4 separate regions of the Sus scrofa genome follow, and regions 1, 2 and 4 are each linked to region 3. The links are chromatin contacts, called in public Hi-C maps. All regions are on one chromosome and are shown on one strand. Each heading gives the region's core, a stretch centred on a gene start, on an enhancer-like site or on the middle of the called end of the contact. The rest is flanking DNA. Distances are from core to core; before and after follow the strand shown.

What was found. Hi-C and Micro-C count contacts between places; a contact is called where the count stands out from the background.
Region 1: a contact with region 3 is called in a Hi-C map of liver, with 9 times the contacts expected there. The contact joins the promoter of ZHX2 here to the promoter of WDYHV1 in region 3. A contact is called at or near these places in 2 of 47 Hi-C or Micro-C datasets (liver and retroperitoneal adipose tissue).
Region 2: a Hi-C map of liver shows a contact between it and region 3, with 2.9 times the contacts expected there. The contact joins the promoter of TMEM65 here to the promoter of WDYHV1 in region 3. A contact is called at or near these places in 1 of 5 promoter capture datasets (liver) and 2 of 47 Hi-C or Micro-C datasets (heart right ventricle and liver).
Region 4: a contact with region 3 is called in a Hi-C map of liver, with 4 times the contacts expected there. The contact joins the promoter of TRMT12 here to the promoter of WDYHV1 in region 3. A contact is called at or near these places in 3 of 5 promoter capture datasets (fetal liver, fetal skeletal muscle and liver), 2 of 47 Hi-C or Micro-C datasets (heart right ventricle and liver) and 1 of 2 datasets of contacts at active chromatin or transcription factors (skeletal muscle).

What each region holds. Positions count from the first base shown.
Region 1 is chr4:16,550,909-16,556,400 of Sscrofa11.1, forward strand. ZHX2 (zinc fingers and homeoboxes protein 2) reads right to left here and starts at 2,951. Exons shown (of 5, transcript XM_021088974.1): 1 at 1,801-2,951.
Region 2 is chr4:15,259,979-15,265,532 of Sscrofa11.1, forward strand. It overlaps TMEM65 (transmembrane protein 65), which reads left to right and starts at 3,422. Exons shown (of 8, transcript XM_021088951.1): 1 at 3,422-4,254. The coding sequence starts at 3,966. It overlaps LOC102157933 (a long non-coding RNA gene), which reads right to left and starts at 3,332. Exons shown (of 7, transcript XR_002343112.1): 1 at 2,789-3,332.
Region 3 is chr4:15,997,336-16,003,352 of Sscrofa11.1, forward strand. It overlaps WDYHV1 (protein N-terminal glutamine amidohydrolase), which reads right to left and starts at 1,601. Exons shown (of 6, transcript XM_001928505.4): 1 at 1,141-1,601. The coding sequence starts at 1,229.
Region 4 is chr4:15,193,657-15,198,981 of Sscrofa11.1, forward strand. It overlaps TRMT12 (tRNA wybutosine-synthesizing protein 2 homolog), which reads right to left and starts at 3,486. Exons shown (of 2, transcript XM_013996494.2): 1 at 1,816-3,486. The coding sequence starts at 3,168. The coding sequence ends at 1,849.

The DNA of each region.
Region 1 (5,492 bases), core at 1,701-4,200, 550 kb after region 3:
GGCTCCATGAATCTATTTTTACTATTAAACATGCCATTTTACAAGATATTTATTCCACTTGGTTGTCATCCAAATGCTTTTTGACATTACTGCCCTGGGACTGAACTGCTTTAACTCAGTGCCCTCATAAATAGAAAATCACCTTTTGACTGAAATCTTGAAGAGCTCTCAGAACCTCACCCCGGTCACTTCAACAGGCATTAATTTCTGCTCTACCTAAAGGAGCCAGAGTGTGTGCCTGACTGTGTGTGTGTGTTCAGAGAGTAACTGCAGGAGGTCAGAGCAACCCAAGAGATCAAGTGGAGGGGTTCCTGCCCCTCAAATCCTGCCCAACTGGGCCTGCCTCAGCCTTGGGGAGCTGCTACCTTGGAAACAGAAGACAATCATCAGAGAGCAGAAAGGGCAGAACTCCAGGGCCTGAAAAGACTTGGTGATCTCTGGAGCCCAAGATGGGCAGCGACACTTTCAAAGGGGAGGGGTCCAGGGAAGGCTCTTTCCCCACCTTCCTCCTCCCTCACCTCCCAGACAAACAAAAGGCCATCTCGCAAATAGCTGAAGGCAGAGACCCCACTGGCGTCGACGCTGATCCATCAGGTGGAAGCCCGAGCACATCACGACTTGGCTTCCCAGTCAAGTTTTCTCCCCAGCCTAACACACCACCCTCCTCCTCCTCCTCCTCCTCTGCCGCCGCCTCCCGAGCTCCGCACAGCGACGAGGCCAAGCGGACCGTTCCGTGATGCTCACTGGTTTCCAACTTTCCGCTCATCTTCGTCTGCGCAGCCTCCTGCAGAGCGGCTGGGAAAGGGGCAAGTTTGCAAAGGCGAGGACCCCAAGTCCTGGGGAAGCCACAAAGCAGCCGAGACACCAACAAAGATGAACCGCTCGTGGGGCAGACGAAGAGCGCCAGCTGCCCTGCCGGGGGGCGACCGTGGGCTTGGGCGGGCAGAGGCGGGCCGCGGGCGGAGGACAGCGGGGGCCCCGCGGCTCCCCCCGCCCCGCCCCCCAGGCCCTCGCCACGCGGGTTCCCCGGCACCTGAGCGGGGCGTGGGGACAGCGCCGCGCTGCGGCTCGGCCCGCGGCAGGTAGCTCGGCTCCCCGCCCGCGCCGCGCGCCCGCTGCCTGCAGCCACCAGGAGAGGAGAGGCAGCCTCAACCCACGGCGTCATGCTTCCTGCCACCACAGTACGGCGAATCGTCACCGGGAGAGGGGAGAAGAGGGGAGAGCGGGGGAGGGAGGGAGGGGAGCACACACACGCAGCCCCCCGCCTGCCCGAACCCGCGGAGCCGGGGCCACGTCCCGGTGGAGTCCCCGTGGGACCGGCCCCGTTCGCACAAAGCGCCGCAGTTTGGCCAAGAAGGGAGGGAGCCGGCCACGAAATAAATAAATAAAAACAGAGTCGGGTCTACGTAACGCCCTGTCGAAAGCGGACGCCATATTTTTTTGTGGCTTATGTCGACATAGGGAAACGTAGACATGTTTTTCCTCCTCCTCCTCCTCCTCGGTCTGCCTCCCATTTATCCAAACTTGTAATCAAAACTCTTTAAAAAAAAATCTCCCCCCGCCTCTGGATCCTCTGATTTCCTCCCACCCGCAAAAAAGAGCCTGCACCCCACCCCCCCTTCCGCGCCCCCCTTCCAATCACAAACCCGGCCAAGTCCCATTAACAACACATTTTCGGGAGCCGCGGCGGCGGCGGCGGCGGTGGGAAAGTTGGGCTGGAGTGGCCGGTGCCCGGCGTGCGGGGCTCGGGGCCGGCCGCGCCGGGCGGGGGGTGCTCCGCGCCGGGGCGAAGTTTCTTACCTGCGCCGGGGCTGGGAACGCGGGGACCCGGGCTGGGAACGTGGAGACGCGGCACGGGCGTTCCAAAATGGAACTCTGCTGGCTCCCCCCACCCACTCCCCACTCCTCACCGGGCGCCCGGCTCGGGCTCCGTGGGAAAGAGGGGGAAAGCCAGCCTGCCAGACAGACAGACAGAAGAAGCCCCCGTACGGAGAACAGTGGCCAAAATTTTTAAAAGAAAAAAAAAAAAAAGAAGGAAAAAAAAAGGGGAAAAAAATGTCTCGATCAGTGGGGAATCTACGCCAAAACCCACATGATCTGTAACGTCAGCATGCGTATTTGCATACGATACCACCACCCGAGCTGCCACCCGGGCTCGGGTTCCGCAGAAAGTTACAAAGTGAAATTCAGCCCCCTCCGGAGACGCCGGCGAAATGTCATTTTCAGGCGAGAGCTGGGGGGGAGGCCAACCCTAAAGGCGCTGGTTACTAGCCAAGGTTGGGGGGTGGGCAGTAAATTAACTTAAAAGTCTGAGCCCAGTAACGGACTCGGTGGAATTTCTGCGAGGGGAGGAGGGGGAGGCGCGAGCGAGATCATTGAATATTAAGCACGACCCGGCGCGGCGGCCGCGGCCAAACCCTCCTGGTGCAATACCCATTTTCTTTATGAAAAGTTCAAGGTGTCACTGATGAGCTCGACAAACTGTTGATCCTAACCACGTGGAGTGGCCGACGGAGGGACCGCTGGGCGCGGCTGCTCGCTGAGCGGGCGGCACCCGGGACCCCGCGTCCCTCCTGCAGAGCAAACGGCAGCGCGCGGGTGGGGCCGCCGCAAGCCCAGGGCGCTGCCTGCGCTTTCTCCCGCCCTAGGACTCAGGGAAATAATAACAACTTAAAAAAATTTTTTTTTTCTTTTTTAAAGCGAGACACATTTAACTCCTGGAGTAGTAATAAGAGGGCTCGGAGTAGGGAGGGTAAGGAAGAGCCCCCACTTATATAACGACTCGAAATTAGATGACTTTTGCTGAAGAGATTCTGAGATTTCCGCTTGCGCCAGGTCTGAGGTTGGTTAAACATCCTCAAACTTTTTTTCCTAAGAGCCAATAAACAAACAGACGCCCTGGGAGCTGACTTAAACTCTTGTCGGGCCAGCGCTCGCTGGGATTCTCAGACTTCGGAGAAATGCACACCCCTGCGGCGCTGGCAGGGAAGTCCCTCGGAAGCGAGGCGGGTCACTTTCGAAACTGGGACTCTGGCCTTCCCGGCGGGAGGGCATCCCTAACCGCCGCCGCCCCCTGGATCCCCTCGGGCGGCTTAGAGCAAAGGCAGGTCAGAATCTCGCTGCCCTCCGCCCGCGGCCTCGGGAACCGTGAACTCGCGTTTTGGGCGCGGCGCTTCAGCTGCAGTGTTCAGCTAAGGGCTCCAAGGGATTTGGGATTCAGGGGACGCTTTGGCATTTCACAGAACCTGTCTGCGCCGCCTGTCCCTGCCAGGTGGACCAGTTTCTCCTCGGTGGGCATCTCGACGCGTCAGCATCTCCCAAGTGTGTGCTGAGTGCGAGCGCGCACTGGGCGAGCGGGGGCCAAGGGGATGCTGTCTGGGGTCTACTTTTGACATTTTGAGAGCAGCAAGAAGACAAAGGGAGCCTGGGGCTGGGAGGCTCCGCGGAGTCCCCGCCCGCGCTGAGGATTAGCAGGCGCGGAGCGTCGGGGCTTCCCGGCCAGCCTTAGCTTGGGGGGAATTAGAACGAACTCTAGCGGCGGCTTGCGACTCGGCTCTGGGCGCTAGGACAGCAACAGGTGGCCGTGTGCGGCGGAGTGGCTGGAGGCGAGGACGGAGACGGGGTGAAAATGGCTGGCTCCCGGGCTGACTGCGTGGTCAACGCATTGGTTGACCTTTTGGCATTTTCGTTTCTGAGGCTGAGGAGAAGAAAGCAGCTGAAAGGCTTTCTCAGGGTCTCCCTTTAGGGCTCCAATTTCTCCACCAGAACCTGTTCTTTGGGTTCCCAGAAATTTTTACAATAAAAATAAAAATAGCTCATATGCAAAACTTTCTACTGGCTTGCACCTGTTTGTTCCGTTATTGCTGATGCAGGGTTGTTTGTTAACGGTGCAGGAAACCAGGTACTGGCTTTGAAGGAGGTCTCTTTTCCTAATGCTCTCAGATCTGAGAGGCAAACTGCCCAGGTTCTTAAAGGATTTATTAAGAACTTCCTGGGTGACTATGATCCAGATGCTATCGCATCTTTCTCAAACTCATTCCATATCTACTGTCTAACATCCTAATGTGCTTGCTGTCAATATCAGAATTTAGGGATGCTGAGTTTTTTTCCTCTTCCCTCAAGGATGTGCATGAAGAGAGAAAGAAAAAGAAAACAATCCCACCAACTATAATATTTTTATATTGCTTACTCTTGACTCTTCCAGGTCATTCCACTGCTTCCCTACGCCCCCCCCCCATAACTACAGTTCCCTGTTTCCATGGAAGTTACTGAAACCTTAAGAAAGTTGTATCTGTTCTGAGGCTGCACCTCCTTTTGCTGGTCATCCACTTAGAAGGGATTTCTATAAGCCATGTTTCCTCTGTCCCCCCCTCACTACCGTCTTCTTTTGGTTGGGCGAGCGGATAATAGGATGGAAGGGTCAGGCATGAGCCACACCGGGTAGACCCTCTGGACCGTCCATTGAGCTTTCATGTCTTCAGGCCACTTGTATCTCTTGGACACTGTGGGGGCATCTGATGTGCTGCAGTGTCTTTAAATTGTTCAGAGTTTAGCATGGGCCGGACCTTCCCTATATAAGCAGACAGCAGGGGATTAAACAAGGGTGACTTTTGCATTAAGAGCTACGATTTCAGTTTGCTTCACGTGTAGGTGGAGGAGGCAGACACTTACCTGATGTGATTCAGGAGCTCTGGAATCAATAATTATAGGAGTAGTGCTTATTGAGTGCTTTGTGTGCCTTTGCCAATTGCTGGTTAATCTTTTTTCAAACTGAAGTATAGCTGATGTACGATATTGTTTTAGTTTCAGGTGTACAGTTCTTAATCTTTACAACAACCCTAACAGGCATTGATTCTCGGAATGTTTTGTCTCAGGCCCCCTTTAGACCCTTCAAATTATTAAGGACCCCAAAGAGCTTTTGTTTATGTAAGTTATATACATCTTGATATTTATTAGAAATTCAACTGAAAAAAACCCCAAAGCATGGGAATTTACAAACACACTTTCCATTAGCCATCAGAGCAATAACACATGACATGTCATGTAGGCTTTGGAAATCTACTGTATACTTGAGAAAGAATACGAATGAAAAGGGCAGGTACTGTTTTAGCCCTATTACCAAAGTAGATTTGACCTTGAGGACCCCAGGAAGGGTCTTGGGGACTGTTAGGATCCCTGTATAACAGCTGGAGAATCACTGTTAGGATAAGTTCTATTATTATGCATATTTCACAAATGAGGAAGCCCAGGCAGAGAAAGCAAGGACTTTAACTGGGTTCTTTAGAGACCAGAGCCGGAGTTCTTTTTTTTTTTTTTTTTTTTTTCTCTCTCTATTTTCTTTTTGTCTTTTTAGGGCCGCACCCACGGCATTTGGAGGTTCCCAGACTAGGGTCTGTTTCTGCTGACCTATACCACAGCCACAGCAACACCAGATCCAAGCCGCATCTGCGACCTACACCACAGCTCATGGCAATGCTGGATCCTTAACCCAC
Region 2 (5,554 bases), core at 2,172-4,671, 740 kb before region 3:
CTCAGGGAAGCCACCTCCCCAGGAAGCCAGGGGAGAAGTCTGCCAGGCTGGAGGGGGTGTGTGAAGGTGCTCTGGTTGACAGCTCCAGCTGAGCTTCCAGCCAGCCAACAGCCAGCATCAACTGTCGGCTGCATGAGTATGCCATTTTGGATGTCCAGTCCAGATGAGCATTTAAATGACCACACACGAAGTTGACATCTGATAAGGGACTCCAACAAAGAACTGCCCAAGCAAGCCCTTCCTGAATTTCTGACACAAAATCATGAGCAAAATAAACACTATGGTTGGTAAAATGTGTTCACTTGAAGAGTAGCAATAGTAACCCAGTTTATCAATTAATTTAGAACAGAGGGAGAAGCAAGGAGAAAGAGATGGAATATGTAAATAAGCTTAGGATAGGGTATAAGCAGGGTGGAAGGACCATACACCTAAATTTTGCCATACACCTAAATTTTTCCATACACCTAAATATGCCCTAACCCTCTCTGACATGTCAGTTTTCCCCGCAGATGGCACTGTTTTAAGGACCATGGTAAGTGAGAGGTTTTGGCAGATTGAAGGGCCCTGAAACTAACATGCATCTGTTCTGTCATATATCTGAATGACAGAGACGCAAGTTGGCCATTAGCTGGCTGGGTAGCTAGGGATTTATCTGCTTTTCTTGTGTAGCAACTACCTGAGCCCATAATGGGGCTATAATGGGTGTCACTAGTTGGTGGTCAATTTAGGGATGACATAGTTGTCAGTCTAGAGTTTTTAAATGTCACTTGGTCAATCTCCCATCCTTAAGTAGCACTTTCACTTTTTTTTGTTTTGTTTTGTTTTGTTTTTTGTGGGTTTTTTTTTTTGTCTTTTCGCCATTTCTTGGGCTGCTCCCACAGCACATTGAGGTTCCCAGGCTAGGGGTTGAGTTGGAGCTGTAGCCACCGGCCTACGCCAGAGCCACAGCAATGCAGGATCCGAGCTGCGTCTGCAACCTACACCACAGCTCACAGCAACGCCGGATCCTTAATCCACTGAGCAAGGCCAGGGATCGAACCCGAAACCTCATGGTTCCTAGTCGGATTCGTTAACCACTGAGCCACGACGGGAACTCCTGATTTTTTTTTAATCTATGTTCAATGCATGTCCATTTACTCTGTGTAATGTCTCATAAGCAAATTGCATCTACATTTTGGTTTTTCTTATTTTCCATAGCAGAAATGAATATTCATAAAGCATACAGCAAACACATTAGAGCAAGCCCCAAGGAACAAGCACTTACCATAGCAGGGTTTTGATGTCCCACTTATTGTTTAAAGCAACTCGCGTGGCCAAGCGCACAGTCATTTGGGACAAGTCTACACAAGGGAGTGGATACCATAAGGCATGATTCACTGGAATGACTACTCAACAACCTAACACACATAGCTAGGAAGTGTTTGATACAGTTATCAAATTTTGGCAATCTGTTCCTAGAGCCCATACACAAAAACTGGTGTCCTGGTGACTGTTGGGAATTCTTACTGAAGAGCTTCTTTCAAACTTCTCTTCCCAGGCCCCACTTCAAGCCCAATGAGTCAGAATCTCTTGGGAGTAAGGGATGTTGGGGGAGGGCGGTAGAAATCCCAAGAATTTAAGACTTGAATAGCTCTGCCTAAGATTCTAACACACACTGGAGGTTGTAGGGTGTTTCAAAGATAAAGTCTCTACATAAACACCTTGCATTTTCCACAGACAACATCCCTGTTCCCCCCAAACTGAAACTGCACACGTGGAAGTTCCCTGGGCCAGGGATCCAACCCACACCACAGTTGCACCTGAGCCACACGGCAGCAATGCCAGATCCTTCACCTGTTTCCCCACAAGGGAACTTCAGAGAACATTTTTATTTTTATTTTTTTAATTAAAAAAATTTTTTTAGGGCCACACCCATAGCATATGGAAGTTCCCAGGCGAGGGGTTGAATAGGAGCTGTAGCCGCTGGCCTATGGCCTACACCACAGCAACACCAGATCGGAGCTGCATCTGTGACCTATACCACAGCTTACGGCAACGCCGGATCCTTAACCCACAGAGCAAGGTCAGGGATCGAACCTGTGTCCTCATGGATACTAGTCAGACTCATTTCCGCTGAGCCATGACGACGGGCACTCCCAGAGAACATTTTAAATTGTCACTATTACACTACTGCACTGCTATCAAATTAAAAAATGTAAACAATGCTTTCCATGTTTAAGTTAGTGAAGTGGTTCTCAAACTTTTGTGTGCTTCAGTGTTAACTGGAGGGCTTGTTAAAATGCAGATGACTGGGCCCACCCCCCACTTTCAGAGTCCGAAGGTCTTTGGTGGAGTACCGGAATTTGAATTTGCATAACTAACAAACTGCTGCCCAAAGGCCACACTTTGAGAACCATTTTGAAGGCAGGAGGATTTAGCGATAATGTTCCTCCTCTGATTCGCATTTATACATCGCATTTACACTATGATAGCATGTCTACTGCATACACTGCTCTTGGGCTGGGTGTAACAGTGCATGTGATAAGGATAGGATTTAGATCTTGATTACACTTGAGCAGATTTATTCTCTAAGTGGATCTATTCTCTAAGAAGACAGGAAGCCTAAGTGTCATGAGACAGGTTCAGATAAAGCTGAGATCTCCTCCCTCAGGCAGAGATAAATGAAAGCTCAGAACAGGAGACCCTATGAACGTATGGGGCCTTGCAAGATGCCTAGGACATGTGGGAATGGGGGAGGCTCGCAAAATATTTTCTGCCTCAGCTGAGAGAAAGAAACAGCCAAACAAACCTTAACAAACACCTGGGAAAGGTCTGTGACATTCTTGCCTCAGGCTCCGGCATTAACAATCTGCAAGCTGCTTGCATCAGAAAGGGGAAAGGTGTTCTCAGCATCAAGGTTTCAGTCTCAGACTCTTCTTGGGAAAGGGGAGAACTGGCCTCACCCTCTCTTTGGAGCTCTCAGAGTAGGTGCCTCAGAGACCCGAGTGTCTGGCGGAAGCGGTGGTATGCATGGACTTGGCAAAGGGCGCCGCTTGAGCTCTTCAGTCCCTCAAAGCCTGAATAGGGCTCTGTGGTTCGGCCGGGGCCAGGCGAAGGGGGCCGCAAGCCGGAGCATCGTTCAGAATTAACCTCAGATTTAAGACTCAGGCCCGGCGCTACAGCGGGCCGTGTCGTAGCCACATTACCTGGCAGAGCGAGTGGCTCAAAGCTCTTCTTCCCAATTCCCCACAGCCGATAGAAACGTGACGGAGGCCAGCGCAAGGAGTGCTAGCCTTCTCACCCTCCACCTTCACGCACCCGAAGCGCGTGCACACTCCTTTCCCGGGGCGGGGGGGGGGAAACCGCGGCCTGCGAATCTGCATACTGCGCCTGCGCGGCCCCGCCGCGCCCCGCCCCTTTCCTTCGCCCCGCCCTGTTACCCACTGTATCGCCGCTAGGGGTAGTGATGGCGTCTGAGGCCTGAGAGCGTGGTTGCTGTGAGGGCGCGGGAGTCGTATGGAGTGGGGACTAGGGCAAGTGAGAGGGTGGGAAAACCAGAGACAGAGGAGGGCGGTGCTGGAGAAGGGCGGCGCGTGGCTGACTCATCCCTCTGGAAGATCAGACTGACAGACACTAACCCTTGCCGGACCCGCCCGCCCGCCCGCGCCGCTTCTCCTCAGCTGGGAGGCGCCCGCCCGCACAGCCCGCCCGCCTTCTCCGGGAGCGCTCTCCCGGCCCGGCTGCCTCAGAGAAAGTTTTTGTCGTCGGAAGGGACTGGAGGCGCCACTGGCCTTTGGGAAGGGAAGGAGGACGGAAGAGGAGGCGACAGCCGCGTGGGCCCGGGGAGTGCATGGTGCCCGGCGTCTCGGCTGCCTGTCAGGAGGACATCGGGGCGGGGTCGAGCTGAGCCCAGCTCCTTCTTCGCGCAGCGGCGCCAGAAATCTCCCTCCCGGGCTGCCGCGGGGGTCCTCGCTCCTCAGCCCGCCATGTCCCGGCTGCTGCCGCTGCTGAGGAGCCGGACCGCGCGCAGCCTGAGGCCGGGCCCGGCCGCCGCCGCGCCCCGCCCGCCGTCCTGGTGCGGCTGCGGGCGGGGGCTGCTGGCGCTCGCGGCCCCGGGCGGCCCCCGGGCGCTGGGTACCCACCCGAAGAAGGAACCCATGGAGGCGCTGAACACGGCGCAGGGCGCGCGCGACTTCATCTACAGCCTGCACTCCAGCGAGAGGACCTGCCTGCTCAAGGAGCTGCACCGCTTCGAGTCCATTGCCATCGCCCAAGGTAAGGGAGGCGCGAGGGGGGCGAGCCGGGGGGCGGGGGCCGGGCGCCCTCCCCTCCCCCACCGGCGCCCCGGGAGGCTGCCCACCGCTCGGCCCGGGCTCCTCGCCGCCGCCCCCCTCGCCCGCCTGGCCCGGCGCCTGGGACGTCCGACGGGGGGAACTTTCCGCCTCCTAAGTGTCCCCGGGGCAGGTAGGACGGGGCGGATCGTGCCAGGGCCAGCGCTTGGCTGGTTCCTCCCCAGCCTCAAAATCGGCGCTTCAGCCCCAATTGCCGACGGATGCTGAATTGATTTTGTTTAGATTGGCTGTGTCCTCCCCCCAGCCCCGCTCCCCCCCGCAGCCCTCCTGCCCCCAAGCCCTTGCTGCGTTCCGGTGAACGTGCAGCCACGCGAGTGGCCTGCAGTGCCTCCTTCAAAAGCGCTGCAAAGCCTAGACGCAGGAAGAAACTTTGTTGAATGATCCTAAAACAAGGTGTATGGGTGTCCAAAAGAAGGGCTGTTGCTTCGTAAGGCGGAGTTGCTCTCAGCTGCTTCTTTGCACAAATCTGTAGTTGTATTCTTTTAAGCAGCCGAAGGAAACATTTTCCTGGGGAATGGAAAGAATGGGTCAAACCAGTATCTGCAGATACATACTTGCAAGCCCATCATAGGTTGGGTGTTGCCAAGTTAAACCCCAGTTTTTGTGGTTTCCCTAGAGGAGGGAAGAATGCAGTAGATAAGGAGGTATTTTTTCTGGAAATCTGTGGCTCTACAGTAAAAAGCAAAAGTATTTTGGATTTATGCGCAAAAATAATTCGGAATGGTGAAAGCAAAGCTATTTTTAAGCTAACATGTTAAAAGAGGATATTTTTAAAACCAGTGCACAATGCTGGTAGGTCAGAGTTTGAGTCCAAGTGAAAAAGCTGAAAAAGTCAGAAAATCAAAAGGATGAAGGGAGCAAATAAACAGTCTTAAAATACTTTTGCCATTTAAATGCGGTGACACAGACCGAATACATTATTATTTTATATTACATTCTGGTGTGTTTGAAAGTGTTTTTTTTGTTTATTTTGTTTTTAAGTATTCCTCTTCTCAAGGTTAGTTGGTACATAAACATTCCATAGATTCCTTAAGAATACATTTATTTGGAACAAGGCGTTTGATTTGCCAGGGGCAGTTGAAAGTACTATGGTCTATGTATGTACCTGAGTGGAGGAAACAATTATGCCTTTTCTGTAATCCTTCTTCAGAAACTTTTTTAGTTGTGCCTTTTAACTGCTTTTTTTTTTTTTTTTCTTTGCTCAGGGAATTGTGGCCCAATTT
Region 3 (6,017 bases), core at 351-2,850:
TGGGGTTAGAAGTCATTAATCAAGTAAGGGAAAGGGAATGAAAAGAATCACGATAAGAGTAGTGATTCAGCCACAGTAGTGGCCCAGGATAGGGGGTACAGTGTGTGTATTCCAGAAACAAACTCTGCATTTAACTCGCCATTCCTTCGCTCCCAAGCAGTGTGGCCTTAGGCAAATGACTTGCACACCTCTGTGCTTCAACGTGCTCACCTTTAAAACGGAGATAAAAGGAGTTCCGGTCGTGGCTCAGTGGTTAAGGAATCCAACTAGGAATGAGGTTCTATTCCTGGCCTTGCTCAGTGGGTTGAGGATCAGGCGTTGCCGTGAGCTGTGGTGTAGGTTGCAGACGCAGCTCGGATCCCGCCTTGCTGCGGCTGTGGCATAGGCCGGTGGCTACAGCTCTGATTAGACCCCTAACCTGGGAACCTCCACATGCCGGTGGGAGCAGCCCAAGAAATGGCAAAAAAAAAAAATAATAATAATAATAAAATAAAATGGGGATAAGAGTACCTACCTCCTAGTGTAATTGTGGGTTTCAAACGAATTCATTTACGCAACCGCCTCAGAACAATGACTAGCACATGTGAAGTGTTATGTATAAATTTAACCGTTATTACAATGAGTACTAGGTGGTTAAGATTTTGGTATCTGGTATAACAGGGCCTGAAATGGATTCCTGGCTGCTATTAGCTGGGTGACCTTGGGAATGTTACTGCAAAAACTTTGCACCCCCATTCTCTTCCAAAATTAAAATGACCTTCATTATCAGCAGAATAATATTCAAAGACCCTCTGCACTCCGCCTCCATCTCCACCTCCCCTTCTTGGACCCCCCAAACGCTGAGGTCCGCTGAGAAAAATCCAAGCGAAAAACGCCAGGCTGAAGCAGTGCACTTACCGACCCTGCCATTCCTGGCGAATTCCGCCCCCCCCCCCCCACGCACACACCACACCCTCCCGCAACCCAAATACCCAAGCTCAACTCAAGGGACAAGGGCTGCCATTCCCTCTCTCTCCTCCCCTCAAACCAGAAAACCCGCCAGTCCCGGCCCAGAGGGGCCGGGAAGAGGCGGGGCCCAGCTGCAACGCCAGGCCGGGTGGGCAGGGGAGATGCCGGGGGCTGGCCCCTGCGCCGCCTCACCAGTAGCAGCTGTTGTAGACGCAGGCGTCCCGCGGGGGGCTGGCCGGCTGGTAGTGGGCTGCTGCGGCGACGGGGACATCCCCCTCCATGGCGGGCCTGGGCACGGGCCTAAGGCCGACGGACGAGACAAGCCCCGGCGGCGGGCTTCGGGGGAGGGCCCGATGCTCAACAAGCAGCGCGGGTTCTCGTGGCGGAGTGGGCGGAGCCTGAGATCGACCGCCCGTGGTGTTCCCGGGTGGTGGGGCCTAGGGCACGGTAGGCGGAGCCTGGGCCAGCGTGTGGCGCAGGATTCCAACGCACCCAGCTTGAGATGCGCGTTCTGGATTGCGGGGGGGTGGAGCCAAGGTAGGGGGGGTTTAGTGGGAGGACGCGGGCAGCTCTGCTTTGGTGGAGCAAGTTCTGGTGGGCGGATTCTGGGCGGGGAGAGGCGCAAGGACTTGGCGTGAGAAGGCCCGGTCGAGGTGGGCGGAGCTCGAGGCGCGCGGCGCTTTCTGCCAAGAGGGTGGAGCCAAGAATGGATCCGGGGTGGTGCGAGCAGCGTGAGTTCACAGTGGGCGGAGCCCGGGGCGAGGAAGACCGCGTGGTTCCTGGTGGGCGGAGTCCGCTAGGTGGGTGGGGCCAGAAGTTGGGCGGTGCGGCACGTGGTCCTGGCAGGGGGCGGGGCCAGGCACGAGGGAGGGTTTGTTAACTGGGCGTGCCAGTCCCGGCCGGGAGAGGAGAGGTCTCTGGCACGTGGCTTGAGGGAGGAGTCCTGGGAGGGCTTGGATTCGGTAATCGGTGCTCTGTGATTTTCTCGGCGGAGCGTGAGACAGACTCCAACCCATCGCCAGCTGTGGAAGTTGAGACTCGGAAGACTCCACGTATGCAAGTGAAATTAGAGGACCTTGCATGTGAAAAACAAAGATTTAGCACTTTGAGCCTGGAGTTGGAGAGAACCCGGGGTAGGGGGAAAGAGGTTGGTAGAAGGAGGTTAATTCCAAATATGACCGCATGGAGGATGGTGTTCGGGATAATACTCCCAACTCTCAGCATATTGTAACTTTTTTAATTAGGTGAAATTATGTATTGGCTAAGAAATGTATATTTATTTTTTCACATATTAAGTAAGAAAAAAATTTGAGACCCTTCATGATATTCTTTTGGTATTAATCATATATATTTGTTTATTTGCTGGCAGTCTGGAAGGAAAGACACCGAACTGTTAAAAAGTGATTATCTCTGGTGAATGAATGGTAGGATTTTCACTTTAGATTTATATCTTTCTGAATGTTTATATTTGCAAGGGACATAAATGGCTGATCAAGATATTTATTACCCGTTATAAAATCTGAAATTGTTAGGTTGGTTTATAGGCCATACATAGATTCTCCCAGTCTTACCAATTCAAAAGTCCTAAAGATTTTGAAAATAAGTCATTGTGTCAGTTATCATTGTATCGCCTCTCAGATCCAAATACACACTTTAGCATTGGCCCCATGATAAATAACGGAATTATTTTAAGCACTTCTCCTTCAAAGTGGGCACAACATGAAATCTTCTCAGTTACCTACACTGAAGGAAAATGCTTTCTGCAGTTCCTGAGAGCAGACCAGAAATGTGGACTAGAAGTAGGAGGGTGGTCATGAGAATAATACCCAGTAGGATCTGCCCAGCCACAGACCCAAACTCGGTCCTTCTATCACCTTGAAGTTTTAGCCTGGCAATAACTTTCACGCAGCCCTCTTGGCAGAGAAACCAGACTCCTGTGCAGCTTGCAGGCAACCACCTGCCCCTTGTCCTCCAGGAAGCCTTTCGTCTGTGGGAGCCCAGGGTCACACACTCCACAGCCCTTCATTCTACTCTTTCATTCCCCCCAGGCATCTTCAAGACCTTCTGTCTCTGCTGGCTCCTACATTCTCATGGCTCCCCACACTGCTGGTTGGTGATTGCTCCCCTCCACCTGCTTCTCTATTTGCCCAGCAACTCCAGACCACCTGCAGCCTGGCTAAACCAGGGAACTTATCTGCTCTCTGGTAGCCAACCTTCCCCAACAAGATCCAGACCCCTCTCAAGTTTGTCCTTACATACTCTCCCTCAGCCTCAGGCACCAGATAGTTTCATTTTCTCTTACATTTCACTTTTATCATAGTTAATTTTTTTTTGTCTTTTGTCCTTTTAGGGCCACACCTGTGGCATATGGAGGTTCCCAGGCTAGGGGTCTAATTGGAGCTGTTGCTGCTGGCCTACGCCAGAGCCACAGCAATACAAGATCCCAGCCACATCTGCAACCCATGCCACAGTTCACAGCCATGCCGGATCCTTAACCCACTGAGCAAGGCCAAGGATTGAACCCACAACCACATGGTTCCTAGTCAGACTTGTTTCCATTGCACTACAAAGGAAACTCCCCATGGTTAATTCTTGACGTTCAAATTCTACTGTTTAGGAGTTCCCATTGTGGCTTGATGAGTTAAGAACCCCACTAGTATCCACAAGGATGCGGGTTTGATCCCTGGTCTCACTCAGTGGGTTATGGATTTAGTATTGCTGCAAGGTGCAGCAGAGGTTGCTTTACGTGGCTCAGATACCGTGTTGCTGTGGCTATGCGTAAGCCACCAACTGCAGCTCCAATTCGACACCTAGCCTGGGAACTTCCATATGCTGCACGTGCAGCCCTAAAGAGAGAATAAAAATAAATAAATAAATAAATTTCAATTTTAAAAAACTCACTTGTTTAACACGTGGTTTCTTTTGATCGGACCCAGACTACTATAGGACTTTGAAACCAAACTAGGTAGGTTCTACTACTTACTAGTGTGTTTTGGGGCAAAGTTATGTCACCTTTCTGTACCTCAGTTTCTTCATCTGTAAAATGAAGTTAGTGATAATAACACCTACCTCTTAGGGTTGTTATGAGGGTTGATTGAATGTATGTTATATAAATTGGTTAGAATATGTGCTGGCACAGAATAATAAATGTTATTTTTTATTTTTTTATTTTTTTTAGGGCTAAAGGTGCAGCTCCCAGGCTAGGGGTCGAATCGGAGCTGCAGCTTCTGGTCTACACCACAGCCACAGCAATGCCAGATCCAAGCCACATTTGTGACCTACACCATGGCTCATGGCAATGCCGAATCATTAACCCACTGATCAAAGCCAGGGATTGAACGCTTATCCTCACGGATATTAGTTGGGTTCATTTCCTCTGAGCCACAACAGGAACTCCAAGAATAATAAATGTTAGCAAACATGATTGTGGTATAATCTCACCCCATGAACTCCAGTATACCCTATACTCCTGTCACTGAGTGTCTTACTATTCCTCAGACACTTTAAACCTTTGCAGAAGATACATCTTCTGTCTAATATACTCTTTCACTTTCCTTGTTTACAGCTTTTCCCAGGAAAAGTTCATTGCTGCCTTCCATTTTTGCACAGCTTTTTTTTTTCTTTTTTTTTAGGGCTGCACCTGTGGCATATGGAAGTTCCCAGGCTAGGGGTCGAATCAGAGCTACAGCTGCTGGCCTGCACTACAGCCATAGCAATACCAGATCCAAGCCAAGTCTTCAGCCTACACCACAGCATGAGACAACCCCAGATCTTTAACCCACTGAGTGAGGCCAAGGATTGAAGCTGCATCCTCATGGATGCTAGTCATATTCTTTTTTTTTTTTTTCAGGCCACAGCCTCAGCATATAGAGGTTCCCAGGCTAGGGGTTGAATCAGAGCTGTAGCTACCAGCCCATGCCACAGCCACAGCAACACCAGGTCTGAGCCGCATCTACGATCTACACCACAGCTCACAGCAACACTGGATCCTTAACCCACTGAGAGAGGCCAGGTATTGAACCTGCTTTCTCTTGGATACTAGTGAGTTTCCACTGAGCCACAAAGGGAACTCCTTACACAGCTTTTTTGTTTGTTTGTTTTATCACAACTTTTTAGTCCCTTGTCTTTAAAATTATTACCATGTTAAGTAACTCATCCTGTCTCTACCTCTACCATGAGCAATTCCATGACATGTTCTTGGCTTGAGAGGTATGACAAAGTAATGGCTCCAGAGTCAGACAGACTCTGGCTCAAATCCTTTCTTGGCAACTTACTATTCTGCATGACTTTGGACAAGTCACCAGCCTTTCCGGGTGTCAATTTCTTTGTGAAATGAGAAATAAAAGTAGAGTGTCTAGGAATTCCCTTCATGGCTCAGCAGTTAATGAACCTGACTAGGATCCATGAGGACATGAGTTCGATCACTGGCCTCACTAGTGGGTTAAGGGTCTGGCATTGCCGAGAGCTGTGGTATAGGTCACAGATGCCGCTCAGATCCCATGTTGCTGTGGCTGTGGCGTAGGCCAGTGGCTAAAGCTCTGATTTGACCCCTAGCCTGGGAACCCCAGTATGCCATGGGTGTGGCCAAAAATAGAAGAAAAAAAAAAGTAGAGTGTCTATCTAATGGTGCTGTAGTGAGCATTAAATAAACTAATCTGTGCAAAAGCATAGTGACGGGAGTTCCCTTCGTGGCTCAGTGTGGTTAACGAAGTTGACCAGTATCCTTGAGGACCCAGGTTTAATCCCTGGCCTCTCTCAGTGGGTTAAGGATCCAGTGTTGCTGTGAGCTGTGGTGTAGGTCACAGACAAGGCTGGGATCCCATGTTACATCACTGTGGTGAAGGCCGGTGGCTGCAGTTCCAACTCGATCCCTAGCCTGGGATCTTCCTTTTGCCACAGGTGCAGTCCTAAAAAGACAAAAGACAAAAAATGAATAAATAAATAAAGCATAGTGGCTGGCGCATCAGAAGTACCCTATGCAGTAAACAACTACAGAGTTTTCCAACTACAATTACTATCATTATATTTCTCTATGGACAGTGTAAGCACTGTGATTGCCGTAAATCCTT
Region 4 (5,325 bases), core at 2,236-4,735, 800 kb before region 3:
CCCACTGAGCAAGGCCAGGGATGGAACCTGAAACCTCATGGTTCCTAGTTGGATTCACTAACCACTGAGCCACGACGGGAACTCCCCAGAGTAGACACTTAATATTTGCAGAATAACACAAACAGCACCAATCCTGTCCTTATCACTACAGTTGCAAGAGAAAAACAAGCAGCCCAGCCCAACTCCAGCCAGCCAAATGCCAGGTACAATCATAAGGCTGATAGAGCCACATTTTTTTAATGGCCACAACTGCAGCCTATGGAAATCCCCAGGCCAGGGACTGAATCCAAGCTGCAGATCCATATGCCAGATGCTTCAACCCACTGCACAGGGCCCAAGGACTGAACCCATGCCTCCGAAGTGATCCAAGCCTCTGCAGTCAGATTCACAACCCACTGCAGCACAGTGGGAACTCCAAGCCACACTTAGCTACATTTCCTTCATCAGGCAAACAAGCCCAGATGGCTTCCAAGTGTACCAAAACAAAGCTCTGACGAGTGATTCTCAACAATCAGTCATCCCAAAGATAAACTATGATTCCCACAGTAAACAGTGGCACTGGCAGACAGCCATAAATTAAGGTGAGACTTGGAAACCAAGAATATCTTACATTCCTTATAACTCCTCACGTGAGCCCTGATGTTGTCGGCCAGGGAAGGAAGATGAAAAGGCACCTGAGGCTTAAAAATAGAAGACCTTAATTCGAACTTTAAAAATGTGAATTAACAATCGGCAGCTGCTGCACAAGCCTAAGGCTGAAAATCTAGTTTCCCTATCATCTGGCTCAGGGGTAACAAGCCCGACTAGTATCTGTGAGGACTTGGGTTCAATCCCTGACCTTGCTCAGTGGGTTAAGGATCCAGCATTGCCACGAACTGTGGTGTAGGTCACAGACTCGGCTCGGATCTGGTGTTGCTATGGTTGTGTCGTTGGCCAGCAGCTGTAGCTCCCAATTGACCCCTAGCCTGGGAACCTCCATATGTCACCAATGTGGCCCTGAGACAAAAACAAAAACAAAAACAAAAAAAACCCAGAAATTTATTTGAAAAAATAAATACATAAAAGTCGTTCTTAATTTTTTTTCTATGACAATAAACCTAACATAGGACACCCCCCCCCCAACACACACACAATCAATCAGGAATGCTAAAGTAGGGGATGAAGTTAATTCACTGGAATAATTTTTGTCCTCTTCCCTCCCTAACTTAGTCAAAATAACAAAGCAACACCACTTTAATGTCTTGATTCTGGACTCCGCTGTTTAAGTCCCTCGATTTTATTTCTCAAATCCATCCACCTTCCACTGCCACCACCCCAGTCCAAGCCACCATCATCTCAGGCCTGAACACCCACAGAGGCCTCCTAGCTGCTCTCCCTGCTTTCTTCCTGGTACTGCTCCAGATGATTTTCTGTACTGTAGCTGTAGTGATTTGGAGAATAGCACTGTCTTTCACTCTAAAATAACCAATGTCCTATGTACAACTGCTTATTAGGTAATAGCCATGTGAGACCATGCAAAGATACTCTCATTCTGCAAATGAAAAAATCCATGGTCAAAAGAATACTGGAACCTTGTAGCCCAAGTCAAAAAGAGCTGAGGTCAGAATTCATGACTGTACGGACAGGCCTTATTTCAAGGAGCCATACTGCTTCTCCCAGATAGGTAGCTCCTTCTTAGTGTGTTAATGGAAGACAAACGAAATGACATGTATTAGTTTAGAGCCTGCCTTCTGGGCCACAAACTATTAAAGCAGATTACCAGGAGACAGGAGGGGTGAGACCCCAGCCTGAGCTGATGCTTTAAGGATCACTCACATGTAGATCCTCCTGGCTCAGGATCCAACTTCTCTAGCCAACCAGAGGACAGGGGCGGCATTCCAGATCCAGGACTATGTGATCCACGTGGGGAGCATAGGATTTCACTAGCTGGATGTGCAGGATTTGTGTTTTCCATGGCTTCCCGTGCACCTGCCAAAGAAGTGTGGCAAGGCGAGTTTCTGCAGCTTCCGCCCACCTTTGCCACTCTGGCTTGATGGCCGCTGATTGCATTTCTCTCCTAGAATCACTAGCAGCTCCATTTTTCAACTGGTTGGTGATAATTTGCTGAAGAGAAGGCCGATACTCCTTTTCCGTTTCACTGCTTCCAGTAGGCTGCAGCTTCTTCCCCGGGAAAGACTCCACATTTTGGTGAATATGCAAAATGCCTCCAGCATCCTGTCTTAGCACTTGGCAGGCAATAGGCCAGCCTTCTTCAGAGCTGGGAATCAGCCCCAGGTTCACCCTGTCTGCGATGTTTGAGAGCCTCAGTTTTCTGTTATCCCCAAAGTGTATTTGGCACCGATCTGCTACTCCATTGAGCTCAAGGTTATTTCTCAGCGCAACTACAGCATGGGGGTTCCACTCACAGGCATGGACGAAGGCAGCACCAGCATGAACTAGGAAAGGCAAGGTAAAATAACCAATCCCCGCATAGAGATCCACCAGCACCTCTCCAGCACAGGGCAGCGATGCCACACGAAGCTTCTCGGTGATGTTTCCGAAGGAGAACATGCATTGGGTTACGTCAAACTTATACCGGATCCCATTATCCACATGCTCTACCCAGCCATGGTCGCCCAGCAGCAGACTCACAGCTGGAGTTCTAGTGCCATCGGGTGATATCCGCCCTCGTTTGGCCAAACGCCGGACTCCAAGTGCCGAGGCAATAGTCTCCCAGAGTTCTGGTTCCAGATTTCTCCATTGCTTGGCTTGGAAACAGCCCTCACTCAGCAACAAGAGGTCACCGTGTCGCTGCCAAGATCGGGGCAGATCAGCCTCCAACTCCGCTGACCACGTAACTCCGCGGCTCTCTGCCCAGCGACTCACCTCAAGACACAACCTTTGGGCAGGTGAACAACCCTGGGTTTTCTTTGAAGGAACCGGATGCAGGAGCTGCGTTAGCACACAGGTGCTGCCTGGAGCCACACGATCCCTCAGCTCTCGCAGGTGCTGCTCAGAGAGGGCCTCTCCCAGCACCGGTAGCGCCACGGTACCATCAGGCATCTTTTCCACACGGTGCTGTCTATCCAGGAGTTTTTGCTTCTCGAGATACTCCCTGTACCGCTGGGTAAACCGAGGTTCAGTCACAACTGCGACAACAGACGCGGGCTTCCCTCCTTCCTTTTCCATGCTGCCTGCCCCACATTCTTTCGGATTCCTTCCACCAGACTCTCTAATCAGAGTCCACACACCTACGGCAGTACATTCACACGCCTAGGGGCGCATAGGGCCTGCCGGGGCCGGAAGTGAGGTCAAAAGGGCAGGCCGGAACTAAGTGATACTTCGCGCTCGTTGACGAACGGCGCCGCTTTGGCGGTGTGAAGCCGCTGCCGCCATCTTTGTTGTGGCTGGCCATTAGTAGCCGGTGCCTAAGCGAAAATTAATGACACAAAGGGGTTCGATCCCCGGCCTGGGAACTTTCTCATGCGTGGGCGCTGCCAAACGAAGAAAAGACAAAAAAAAAAAAAAAAAAAAAAAGGAAGGAATTCTGTTTCAAAACTTCAAATTATTTGGTATTCCTCCATAACCTTCATGCACTCTCTTCAGTGCTTCTCACAGACCCAAAGAGAGACATGCCCCGGGAACGATGGGTTCAATTTCGAGAAAGCCTTCTCCTAGTTTCTTGTTTCTCCCAGATCAGCGTCAGGTGCCAATATTGGTTGAGAGTGAAGAACCAGAGGTAGCTTCATCATTCCTTTTCCGAAGCAAGGATGGTCACTACCACCTCCCTATCCCGTGGTTTATGACACAAATGGTTGGAAATCAAAAGGATCTGAGTTCAGGTAAATCATACCACCTCTCAGACATAATCTTTACCTATAAAAAGAGAATTATGTTAATTTCCTCAGAGGATTGCTACAGTGATTAGAGATATTATGTATAAAATGCTTTGAACAGTGACTAATAAAGAGTAGATACTCAGGGGATGCAAGCTGGCCTGGGTCACCCAGGAAATCAGTGGTAGAGGGCACCTCCCAAAAAGGCGACTGCCCCAGCATCACAGAGGTGTAAAGCCTAGAAGTTACATCTTGATACCACAAGAATGTAAGGTCACACTGAGGCCGAGAAGGAGCCTAGTTTAAAGAGGATTTCCCTGAAGAGCTACACCAGCCCTGGACTTCTACATTAAAATAGATATACCTCCCCACCCACCGCAGAGCTGCTGTTTTGGACTTTCCATTACTTGCTGCCAAATACACTTACACATCCGGATTAACTATGTCACTAAGGGATTTCTAATAGAGATTGATGGAAAAAGTCCCAGTGGGAAAGAGTAGGGTCCCCGAGAGCCCTGAAAATCCAAACCATCTGAAACCCAAGAATTCAGAGGCTTCCGCTACTTTGGTGCTGGTTCTTGCTGTCATCTAGTGGCAGTATTTTGGAACTAAAATTCTTTCTAGGAAATGCAAATCAAAACAACAATGGGATACCATCTCCAAGCCTGTCAGAATGGCTGTCATCAAAAAGACAAGAGGAGGAGTTCCTGTCGTGGTTCGGTGGTTAGTGAATCTGACTGGGAACCATGAGGTCACAGGTTCGATCCCTGGCCTTGCTCAGTGGGTTAAGGATCTGGCATTGCCGTGAGCTGTGGTGTGGGTCGAAGATGCGGCTCGGATCCCTCATTGCTGTGGCTCTGGCAGCTACAGCTCCGATTCAACCTCTAGCCTGGGAACCTCCATGTGCTGCAGGTGCGGCCCTAAAAAGACAAAACGACAAGAGGAGGGAGTTCCCACTGTGGCTCAGCACAAACCTGACCAGTATCCATGAGGATGCTCAGTGGGTTGAGGATCCAGCATTGCCACAAGCTGCGGTATAGGTCGCAGATGTGGCTCAGATCTGGCATTGCTGTGGCTGTGGCATGGGCCAGCAGCTGTAGCTCTGATTCAACCTCTAGCCCAGGAACTTCCATAGGCTGAGGATGTGGCCCTAAACAAACAAACAAACAAACAAACAAACAAAACAGGCAAGAAACAAGAGTGTTGGTTGACAAGGATGTGAGGAAAAGGGAACTCTCATTATACACTGTTGGTGGGAATGTAAATTGGTACAGCTACAATGGAAAACAGTATGGAGGGTCCTCAAAAACTTAACAAGAGAACTACCACAGTGAGTCAGGGATTCCACTTCTGCGTATTTATCTGAAGAAAACAAAAACACTAATTTGAAAAGATCTATGCGCCCCTGTATTCACTGCAGCACTACTTATAACAGCCACAACCTAAGTGGCCAGCCATAGATGAATGGATAAAGAAGATATGATAAATATATATACAGCATAGAATATTA